Linked DNA regions of Hordeum vulgare: region 1 is linked to region 2. The links are chromatin contacts, called in public Hi-C maps. All regions are on one chromosome and are shown on one strand. The core of a region is the stretch at or near the end of the contact, and the rest is flanking DNA. Distances in the headings are between cores, read along the strand shown. Region 1 holds the start of LOC123413342 (serine-threonine kinase receptor-associated protein-like). Region 2 has its middle 91 kb from the start of LOC123410015.

What was found. Hi-C and Micro-C count contacts between places; a contact is called where the count stands out from the background.
Region 1: a contact with region 2 is called in a Hi-C map of seedling, with 4 times the contacts expected there. The contact joins the promoter of LOC123413342 here to the enhancer-like site in region 2. A contact is called at or near these places in 2 of 6 Hi-C or Micro-C datasets (leaf and seedling).

What each region holds. Positions count from the first base shown.
Region 1 is chr7H:490,955,361-490,961,133 of MorexV3_pseudomolecules_assembly, forward strand. LOC123413342 (serine-threonine kinase receptor-associated protein-like) reads left to right here and starts at 2,059. Exons shown (of 7, transcript XM_045106287.1): 1 at 2,059-2,504; 2 at 4,130-4,265; 3 at 4,842-4,923; 4 at 5,440-5,615; 5 at 5,713-5,773. The coding sequence starts at 2,387.
Region 2 is chr7H:490,377,769-490,383,829 of MorexV3_pseudomolecules_assembly, forward strand. No RefSeq gene overlaps it. Among protein-coding and RNA genes, the nearest start is that of LOC123410015, 91 kb to the right of the region's middle. Within about 2 kb of position 1,808, at least 3 of the 3 cell types and tissues checked have open chromatin away from gene starts, as enhancers often do. A contact at or near this core is called in leaf and seedling, where this site is marked.

The DNA of each region.
Region 1 (5,773 bases), core at 809-3,308, 580 kb after region 2:
CGCTTGTACCAACCTCGTCCCCAGCGCCTCTAGTGTCCTTTCGGTTCTCACCATCTTTAGCCTACCCATGGCATATGTTGTGAGTAAACACCGACAACCAACTTCCTATATATCAATCTTCGTCTCTGGACCATTATGGAACTCCTCGTGACATCCGGGATCTCATACGACACTCCGAACAAAACTTCAGTCACCAGAAGACATAACTCAACTATGCGAAAACGTCACCGAACCTTAAGCGTGCACACCCTGCGGGTTCGGGAACTATGTAGACATGACCTGAGACACTCTCTGGTCAATATCCAATAGAGGGACCTGGATGCCCATATTGGATCCTACATATTCCACGATGATCTTATCGGTTGAACCTCTATGTCAAGGATTCATATAATCCCGTATACCATCCCCTTTGTTCTTCGGTATATTACTTGCCTGAGATTCGATCGTAGGTATCCCAATACCTATTCAATCTTGTTACCGGCAAGTCTCTTTACTCGTTCCGTAATACAAGATCCCGTGGCTAACTCCTTAGTCACATTGCTTGCAAAGCTTGTATGTGATGTTGTATTACCGAGTTGGCCCCGAGATACCTCTCCGTCATACGGAGTGACAAATCCCAGTCTCGATCCATGCTAACTCAACAGACACCTTCGAAGATACCTGTAGTGCACCTTTGTAGTCACCCAGTTACGTTACGACGTTTGATACACACAAAGCATTCCTCCGGTGTGAGTGAGTTACATGATCTCATGGTCATAGGAATGTACACTTGATATGCAGAAAACAATAGCAACAAAATAACACGATCATATGCTACGTTCATAGTTTGGGTCTTAGTCCATCACATCATTCTCCTAATGATGTGATCCCGTTATCAAGTGACAACACTTGTCTATGGCTAGGAAACCTTAACCATCTTTGATCAATGAGCTAGTCAACTAGAGGCTCACTAGGGACAGTTTATTGTCTATGTATCCACACATGTATTTGAGTTTCCAATCAATACAATTCTAGCATGGAGAAAAAACGATTATTATGAACAAGGAAATATAATAATAACCAATTTATTATTGCCTCTAGCGCATATTTCCAACAACACGCTCTCTGCACGATGAAGACTAGGGTTTATCTACCCCCCGTCACCGACCGCCTCGTCTCTGGTGGCCTTAGGGCCATGGCGGCGCGGTGGATCCCAACCCTTGTCGGTTGGGGGCTTTGTTTTTAAAAGTTCCTTTGAGTTTTGTTAGAGTTTGCGTCCTGTTTAAAAAGACAAGAAGATGACGACTCCTTGAAAATGGAATAAGGTTCTCGTCACCTAGCTACCGCCGGTGATGTGCCTAGCATCGTTGGTGGGTTGTGGCGTGTGTCTCCGGTGAATCTGTTCTTGATGGATTTGCTCGGATATGGTTGTAGTTTGTTTATGTTCGTGTGTCTCCAGGTTGTATCCTTTTGATCTACACTACTCTTCATCGGTGACGGTTGCTGTTCTGTTACGCTGGTCCTAATTGGTCTTAGCAAGACGACTTTCTAACTGTCTACTACAACAAGTTTTTTTTGTCGCTCCGGTATGGGAGAGGCGATGAAGGAGGGCGCGCCTTCGACTCGCTTCAGTACTTGTAGTCATCGCTAGGTGGTATACAAATCTGGATATCTTTTTTTGGTGTTCCTTGTACTGTTATGATTAAAAATGAACAGATATAAAGTTTTTTCGCAAAATAAAACATATTTTGCTATGAGCCACAATGAAACATAACCTAGATATGCAGCAGACAAACAACGTGCGTATGTTTTTTTCTTATATGTATATCGGTTTAATGACTACATATACTTCTCAATTTCCACATCACGCTGTCAGGTTTTTAATTCGAAGAAAAAGAACCAACAATTTGGAGAAATTCAGACCAGCACCAAAGATTCACAAGCATGTCCCCAAAACAAGTCCAAAATCTAACCAACGAGGGCAGCACCGTCAGACCACACGATCCAACGGCCGACAGGAGCCCCGAGAGTCCGTGAGGGATTCATATAAGCCGGACCGTCGCCTTCCTGCCGCCCCCCACTCCCCTTCCCCGCTCCTTCGCCCAGTCCCCACCCCCGAGGCGAGCCAGCCTCACCCTCGGCTCCCTCCCTCCCTCCCAGTCCCACACCCCATTGCCGCCTCTATCCAATAAAAACTCCTGTACAGATCAAACTCCAGGGATCCGGATCAGCATATCCCGCGCCCCGCCGCGCGACTCCCCTCCCCGCCTCGATCCTCCCTGACATTTTTTTTCCCGATCGGGGCTAGGGTTAGGGCCTCGGGGAGGAGGGCGCCGCATTTCAGGCCGCCGCCGGAGTCGACGAGCCAGGCCGCCCGCGGAGGCTAGCGGGAGGGGGGCGAGGAGAAATGGAGAAGAAGAAGGTGGCGGTGTCCAAGGTGTGCCACGGCCACTCGCGGCCGGTGGTCGACCTGTTCTACAGCCCCGTCACGCCCGACGGCTACTTCCTCATCAGCGCCAGCAAGGGTAAGCGATCCGCTTCGCTCGGGTGCGGCTAGCCACCTCACCCCCTTTGTTATTTTTGGGGGATTGTATGTGTGCGGCCAGGATTCGTTCCGATCCAAAGCTGTCGCTGTGATGCGGACGGCAGCTATATGATTCCCGAGATGGTGGATTACGGTGCGATTACGGGTTTAAGCTGTTGCTCCACGGCACTGTATGGGTGAATTCGGTATCTGGTCGACGAATATTGGTTACTTGCTGTTTGTATTATGATGATTATAGATGCTCCCGTATTGTCTCACACACCTCTAGGGATAGAATCGGGTATGAGGTTATGGAATACGCTGATATTCTGTAATTTCACAATCTAGTCGAGTTTGCGCTATGTTGGATAGATTTCAAGGATTTAGAAGTTAGGGTATGTTTGGTTCCTAGCTACACTTTGCCACACCTCAACTTAGGCAAGTTTGACCAAGTTAGGAGGGTGCTTGGTTCTAGCCACACCTAAAGCAAGATTCTTTTTGTGAGTAGTAAGCCCTACATGTCGTAGATGCAAAAAGTGTGGCAAGATTCCCTAAGGCAAGCCAAAGTGTGGCTAAGAATTTGATCACCTCAAGTAAGGCAAGTGTGACAATCATTTAAAAGAAAAGAAGTGTGGCAATACGTGGCAAAGATAGTCACAATCCAAACGTGTTATTGCATGCCATGGTTGGAAGCCAAACTTTGTCACATGCCTTAGTCAAGTCTGTCCCAAGTTAGGAAAGTTTTCATTTTTCGGAATGGATTTCACCTTCTGAGCTCATTTAGCTATTTCCAGTGCGCTAGACAAGTGGAGTTGAGGCAAAGACTCTCTTAGTCTGCGTTTGGCAGTATGTCTGTGGATTGTGATAATCCAGCCTTTTCAGCCATTTATTTTACTGATTGACTAACAAACTTATCGTTGCTATTGTGGCTATCTACTTTATTGATGTGTATAATGTCAAATTGAGTTGGAACGTTACTGGATTGCTTGGATATTTGCAGGAAGTATATGTCTGCTTAGATGGAAGCCGTTAGATGAGTAATACGTAAAACTCCCCTTTTCCATTTCATGTTTTCTTCACCACTGAGCTGTCAGTTCTAGGGATGTAAACAAATGACAACTGCTGGATACTGTTAAAAATATTTTTCTATCCATATCCGTGGTTTCAAACAGGACACAACTAATATGTATTCTTCACTAGCTGTTGTAATAGCATTTCTCGGCCATTAGACGACATCCCTGTTTATTAGAATGTGGTTGGAGCATATTTTTGGGATTTACTAGCTGTTGTAATAGAATTTCTCGGCCATTAGAGCGTTGTATGCCTGGACCAACTTTTGACCTAGGCCGTTGGATTGGGTCAGTGTAGGGCCAGGAAGATAAGATTTCAGGGCAGTTTTAAATCAAATGGTGCTCTTTATGTTGTTAGTATGGATGGCGCTATATTATATTAGTCGCCTGTACCAGAGAACAGGGTACTGATACCGGAGAAGGGTGCAAATACTGGCACATGATAACTGTTACCTGTCAAGAGTATACTTCACTTTTAAATGCATTGAAAATCGTCCCTTCCTTGTTAGATTGCTGACTATCGCCCAACACTAATATCTCATATTCTGGTCTGCAGACTCGAATCCGATGCTTCGAAATGGTGATACTGGAGATTGGATTGGGACTTTTGAAGGTCATAAAGGTGCAGTTTGGAGCTCTTGTCTCGACACAAATGCTCTCCGTGCCGCCTCCGGTTCTGCGGACTTCTCAGCGTATGCCATTTCTCCTGCAAAATTTCGTTGATGTTCATTTCAATTATTTTTCTTTGAGAAATCCGAGTTTGCCTGCCTAGTGCGCTACTCTATCAGAGTATTAGTTCAGTTGATCCTTACCTGCTGAAGATCTAAGTATATCTGTGTTCTTGCATTTCGTCAGCAGACATGCTAAATTGTGATTATTTTATCACCATAGTACTTTAGTTAGAAACTAGACAACTAGTTAAACTTTCAGTTGTGAAGTTGTGCATAGTGGGCCAATCCGATTTCCCTATGCTGGTTCTGTCCACTGATGGTTGCTCGGCTGGTGAACCATAACTTAATGCATCCATGATTGAATATCAAAATTAGGCAAAGCCAGAAGGCAACAATGTTATGTTCATCTGCATAATTTAATACATTATCACTTTATTTTATAGTTGTAGGTCTGCTCGTACTCTGTGTACAGAAATAACAAGCATTTTTCCGCAAAAAGGATTGCAGTTCTTCAATGTCAATGCTCAGAAATGTTTCTGTACTAATTCATGAGTATAATCTACTCTTTTGACAGACATATTTGACTATTTTTTGCAGCAAAATATGGGATGCACTAACAGGAAATGAGCTACATTCATTTGAGCACAAGCATATAGTCCGTGCATGTGCCTTTTCTGAGGTAATCTGTTGACACATAGGGCATGCTTGGTTTGCTACCCAAAATCGTCTAGCCATTGTTTTTTGTAAAAATCGGCAACTTTTTGGGAATTTTGCAAAACAATTTGCTTGTCAATTTTTTGGCTTTGCCCAATTATTGGCAAGCCAAGTTTGGTCTTCAAGCCAAGCTTGTCATTAGTTTTCCCCTCTCTTCCGACATCTGTATACCAAGGTTGCTGGTTATTCTGTCTTTCTTCTCCCCCTTAAGATGATATGTGTCGTATTCTTCTCCCTTCTGTCGTTTTTTGGTCCCTCCAGACTTTCTGAACTGAGGCCTGCCAGTGCTACTTCTTGCAACCTGCCACAAAACATGAACTATTCAACAAGTATGTTAGCCCTGTTTTTTTACATCCATCAGCGCATCCCATTGGCGTGAAATCATGCCTATGATAGTTAAGGTGCTCTGCATGCTACAGTAGTCAGTTAGAACTTCCCTCCATAACGTTCTAAGCCTAATGAACCGCTGATGCAACTGCAGGATACACACATGTTGCTCACTGGAGGTGTGGAGAAGATTTTGCGTATATACGATATGAATCGTCCAGATGCAGCTCCAAGGGAACTTGACAAAACACCTGGTTCTGTACGAACTGTTGCTTGGCTTCACAGTGACCAATCTATTCTAAGTTCCTGCTCTGATATGGGTGGAGTGAGGTTTGTCTGGAAAATATCTTTAAAATTTGAAGTTAGTATGAAAACACATGCTGCTTCTCTATGCAAGCTTATTATACTTGTTCTCCTTATTACACAGGTTATGGGATGTGAGAAGTGGAAAAATTGTGCAAACTCTTGAAACCAAGGCACCTGTCACC
Region 2 (6,061 bases), core at 558-3,057:
TATTTAAAAAGTACTGAAAATATGGAAGAAGCGCTCGAACAATGTTGAACGTGTATACTGAAAGTGTTAATCACTTTTTTTCATTACAAAAATATAGAATGAAAACAAAAACAAACAAAATAGAAAATAACAATGAAGAATAAATAAATAAAAATAAAAGGAGAATACAAAGAAGGAAAGAAAACAACAGCGAAAAGCGAGAGAAAAAAAGAAAAATAAAGAAAGGGAAACAAAATGGAGTATAAACAATGAAAAACACGGCTCATTTTGTACTCCCTCCGTAAAATATTATAAGAGCATTTAAAACAATATTTTAGTAATCTAAACGTTTTTATATTAGCTTACAGATGAGGTATTAAGAAAAGTCGCCCTACTTGTACATCACAAACACGAGCCTAGTACTATGGCTAGCCACACATGCTACGAACCGGAAGAGCGGCGTTTGAATCCTATGGACAGCCCCATTTCTCCACCCCCCGCCCCCCTCTAGCCAGAAGTTCTCCCTGTGCTCGTTTGATAAATAGTCACTGCACAGCCAGTCGGGCCCTATAACTCGCCTTCAACAAGTCTGGCTTTGGACTCGCTGAAGGGACCAGCGAGCTGGACCGGCCCGCGACAGAGGGAGGCAAGAGCCCCCGTTTCCTGGTTTTTTACGTCTTCTGTTTTAATTTTAATTTTTACTATATTACTTTTTTATGCTATTAAACATTATAATATATAGTACGAAAAATACTCTTAAAAAACATTTCAAAAAGTTGAGAAAGTATTTAAAAGATCAAGTATGTGAAAATGTTGAACAAATATTTGAAAGAATATTGAACAAGTATTTAAAAAATATGACAGAGTATTTGGAAAATGTTGACTAATGATTTGATAAAATGTACATCATGTATATAAAATATAGAATGTGTAATTTAAAAATGTTTAACAACTATTTGAAAAATGTTAAAAAATATTTCAATTTTTTTTGATCATGTAAAAAAGATTTGAGCAAGTATTTGAAAAATATTGAACACGTATTTGTAAAAATGCTGATAATGTGTATAAAAATATGAAAATAATATCTAAGCAATGTTAACAAATATTTGAAAATACTTGAACAAATATTTGAAAAATGTTAACAAAGTATTTGAAAATACGTTGACCAATTATATAAAAATGTTGACTAAGTACTTGAAAACTGTTGAATAACAATTTTAAAAATATTGAACAGATATTTGGAAATATATTAATCATGTATATAGGAATGTAGAATGAAAAAAAACCTAAGAAATTGAAAACGAAAATAAAAAAAGAATTGGGAAAGGAAAAATACTGAAGAAACAAGTGAAAAAAGAAAAGGCACAAATATAAAGAATAAAAAATTGGAAAAACTAAGACCGGAGATGGAAGAAAGAAAAGAAAGAAATGAAAACAAACAAAAGCATTGAAAATTGTAGAAAAGAGGATGAAAAAAATAGAGAATAAAATTTATAAAAAGAATCAAAAAATAGGAAGAAAAATTGAATAACACATAAGATATTGGAGAAAGAAAAAACCGGGAAACCAGTGGAAACTAGCTCGTTATGCCTCAGGTAGTGCGCGCCCACTTACTCTTACCCGAACTCGACTTGAGCTGGGTGGCTAGGAGCGTTGCGCAATAATCTTTAGACCAGGGATTAATTTCCGGGTTTCCCATTTTCTCTATTCTTTTTAAAGAATGCGCTCGCATAACGGGCCTGCCCGACATCGTAGCGCCCTATGCTAGAGGAGCTTCCCGTCTCGCTAAAGAGAGAAATAGCGCTCGCGCCGGAAGCTCCTAACCGGCGCTGCAGGCGCCAGTATCCCTAGCTGGCGCCCACACACCATGGCCTCATAGGCCGGCCCATATACGCGAACGCTTACTGGGATCAATCATGGTGAGCTCCGTTCAGTCAGTCGTTGATTAAATATGAAAAATTACGAAAATCACGCAATTAACGAATTTTTTTGTGAATTAAAAAGTTAGACTGATTTTGAACAAAAGATCACAAATTTTGCAAAAAAACCATCGGATTTGAAAAAAAGTTTATCAATTCTGAAAATGTTTATAGGATTTGAAAAAACAAAATCGTCAGTTTTGACAAAAAATTCATTATCTTTGAAAAAAAATCATTTATTTTCCAAAAAATTCGTTAAATCTGAAAAATGTTAGCGAATTTGAAAAAAAGTTCATCGATTTTGAAAACAGTTCTTCAAATTTGAAGAAAATTCATTGATCTTGACAAAAGTTCATCCAATATGAATAAAGTTCATGAAAATTGAAAAGGAATTCATCAATTTTGAAAAAGTTCTCTAATTTTAAAATAGTGGAAATATTTCACTGATTGAAAAGAAAACCCGTTGGTTTTATAAATATCATGAAATTTAGAATTGAAAAAAAAACAAAACATTAAGGTTCACTGATTTTTCAAAAAGGCACATTAAAGAAAACAAAAATATGATAAAAAAAATAAGAAGAAAAACCAAACTGACATATACAGTAAAATATTAATCTGAAATATAATTACACAAGTCGGGTCATGGCCGGATGGTTAGAGCCGAGTGCTCACCACAAAGTGGTTCGAACCCTCGTTGAACGAAATCTCCTATTTGTCGCATAGTGCAGCAAGTAGGTTCCCTGATCCTGTTTTTTACCAATTTTTTCGTTTTAATGTTCCTATTTATTTTTATTTTTTTGTTTTTTATATTTTTTTGTTTTTTGTTTCTTCTTCTTTCATTTTTTCCAAGGTTATTTAATCTTTTTAAAACAAAATCATGTTCGAAAATTGTTATTCAAATTCGAAAAATGTTTTTGTTTTTAAAATGAAATGTTCTATATTCCTAATAGTTGTAATTTTACAAAAATATTTGTAACTTCAAAAAATGTTCACGATTTTCAAAAATTGTTCAGTATTTCAAGAAAACGTTCACTATTTTTGGAAAATACCTGTTATTTTCAAAACATGTTTGTAATATCGAAATGTTGTCAATTTTAAAGTAAGTTGGTGTTCGAAATTTATTCTTCAATTTTGAAAAATGTTCTTGCTTTTAAAAAATGTTCCAAATTTAAAAAAAGTTGACGTTTTCCAAACGTTGTTCACAAATTAAAAAAAATGTTCTGAACTTTTTAAAATTGTTCTTCAAATTCGAAATGTGTTTTTCCTTTTAAAAAATGCTCTGAACGCGTAAAAGATCATCAAAAATATCGCGTGCGAGCCAAAGATCCTATACGTGACATTCGCTCGAGAAGTCTAGAACCTAACCAATCGAGCTGACAAGTTCTGTTGACTTGCTTGCAACACGAGTGTTTACAGTGAAAGATAATTTTTGAATTTTCCAAACAATTCAAGAAAATCGAGAACAAAAATAGGAAATTCTGAGCAAAATTTAACAATCACAAAACCCGCTTTAAAACCTTGAACAATTTTTTAAATTCGAACAAAGTTTTCAAACATGAACAATTATTGAAAAGTGGAACAAGAATTTAAAAAATCCAAAAAGATGAACAATTGTTAAACACATACATTAAAAAAATTATAATATACGCTGAACAGTTTTTAAATACATACCAAACATTTTTGTGATATACACCGAACAAATTTCAAATATACATTGAACATTTCTATAATTAACTCTAAACAAATTTTAAATTATGAAAAAAAAGTTATTTTTTTCTGAAACCATGAAGAAAATATGAAATTTCAAACGTTTTTGAAAGTAAAGGATGAAAATAAAATGAAAAAGATAAAAAAAAGAGAAGTAAAAAGGAAATAGAAAGGAAAAATAATAAATAAACAGGAAAAAATAGAAAACTAGCAAAGAGAAGAAAACGGTTTGTCTAGCAATGCTTTAACTCGCGAAGTGGGCCAACCCATCGTGCGCAACTGCTCCTGTGTAAACCTGGGCATGGACAGCCCGGCCAGGTGACGTGGCCCGAGCGAGGCCCGAAGAACCCGCGTTGGACCAGGCCAGGCTTTGTGCTCGGGTCGGGCTCGGGCTTGAAAACTAGGTCCGAGAGTCATTTCGGGCCAAGCTCGGAGAGGAGAAAATAGCCATTTTACAAGGAGGCCTTGCCCGGCCCGACCCGAAATTCACCTTTTTAGTCTAGTCGGGTAGGGCTCGGGCCTGAATTTTCGATTTTTCGGCCTGGTTGGGTCAGGCCGGGCTCGAACTTGGGATTTTCAGTTTTGGCTTTCTCAAGCCCGGCTCGAGGTATGCTCGGGTTTACTCCCGTGCTTCAGCGAAGCCATGTCTCATGGACGCACGTGCGCGTCAAATGGGATCTACGAGCTAAAAGCTTTAGTTCTTATATAAAGTGTTTGTTGCTTCATGTGCTCTTGATAATGCATAGATGGAACAAATTCAACATCTGAAAAGGGGTCAACACACCGGACAGACAAGACTAACAAGCAGTTCACATCTGGTGCGGTGAGTTGTAGTAGAAAGAATCGAGAGAACAATAAGTAACTTCCTTTCATCATATTGATTTCTCCCAACTTAGTTAGACGGTGGAGTGCATCTAAATTCCATTTTATTCTTGCAACTAGTACGCACGCACGTGCAACGCACGTCTTAACTGTCATCATCACTCGCTATGTTCTTCTTAACTTAAATCTACTACCCCTCCCAAACCTAAATGGGCGTTGAAGGCCTACAGTTAATAATCAGAGGACCAGCCCTGTTCTTATGTTTCTATCTACAGGGATCTCAGTGTGTTGATAGAATCAAAATACATGTGGCCTCAAAATAGAAATATTCACTGATTTTATAGGTAATACTTCAGAACTAACCAATAACAGGATAAATCATGGCCATATTTTGTATGGACAGGTTTGCTAGCAACCAAAACGTACCCAATATGCATAACCTTTGGCATGCGATCCAAAGGGCCGAGCTCCCACAGCTCCAAGCTGCCGCTGCCGCCCCGTAGGCTTGCGTCGGTGCCGTACGCGGTGCGCCGCCTCTCGCCAGAGTCCGTCGCAACCGGAGGTTCACCGTCAAGGCCGCCACGCCCCTGCCCTTCCTCCTCTCCCTTCCTTCTGTTCTTCTATATATCTCCTCCTCACCTTCGAAGTTGTGTCTCCTTGGAACTGCAGCAGGCCATGGAGAAGCTCAGCAACCGCCGTAGTCCATCCGACTCGCCGGAGCCGCCTGTCGTACAGACATCATTTAATGGCAACCAAATCTGCATATAACCTTGCATGATTTAGTACCTTAGTTTTGCTCTATTATAATAGTTGATTAGAGTGATTATACCCCCAAGAGTATACATAAGCTATACCTGTTCCCGAAGTTGCAATCATTAGGTTGAGAAGGAACAAAACCAAATGAGATGCTTGGTGCATAATTTATAGCCGAGAGATAACCTGCAGTTTTATGTATGATTCAGCTAGGTTAACAGGATGCTTCACATATCAGAGCTGGTGGAGAAGTTCAATATGGAAACAATAGACAAAATCACGCTTTTATATTGAAATGTTATATGAAGTTGCATAGCAAAAGCTTTTATATTGTCTGAGAGGATACTACAGGAGCCATGCATCTTGGAAGAAAGTTGCCAATCACAGGTTGTAAACATAATAACTTGATAGTTGCAAGACTTCCCTTAACATCATCTTGGAAGAAAGTTGCCAATCAAGGTTGTCATCATACATCAAACAAATCAGAAGTGTAGAAAAGAAGTACCTTCAGAGCATCGCACTTGAAACATGCATTCAGGTTGGTATGCAGTGACTGCCCCATGCCCTCTAAGATCAACTGCATAACGTTCACAGCCAAAACCAACAAATCAAACAACTCCCCAGCTGATTATTGCACACAAGGAAATACATTCAGCTCAAAGAACAAGTCCCCTTACCAGATCAGCATCCTTGGCAGCAGCTGCAAGCTCCGAGCTAACCTGCCGGAAATCAATACACGGACTGCCACATCCATTCTCCACGACCATTAGTGGCACTGATGCCGGTTCATCCTTGGTATCATCTTGGATGCCAGCCATAGCATCGACCATCAGTCCGCCTGCTTCTGCAGCTTTCCAAAGGATACCACAGTGCCGCGACAC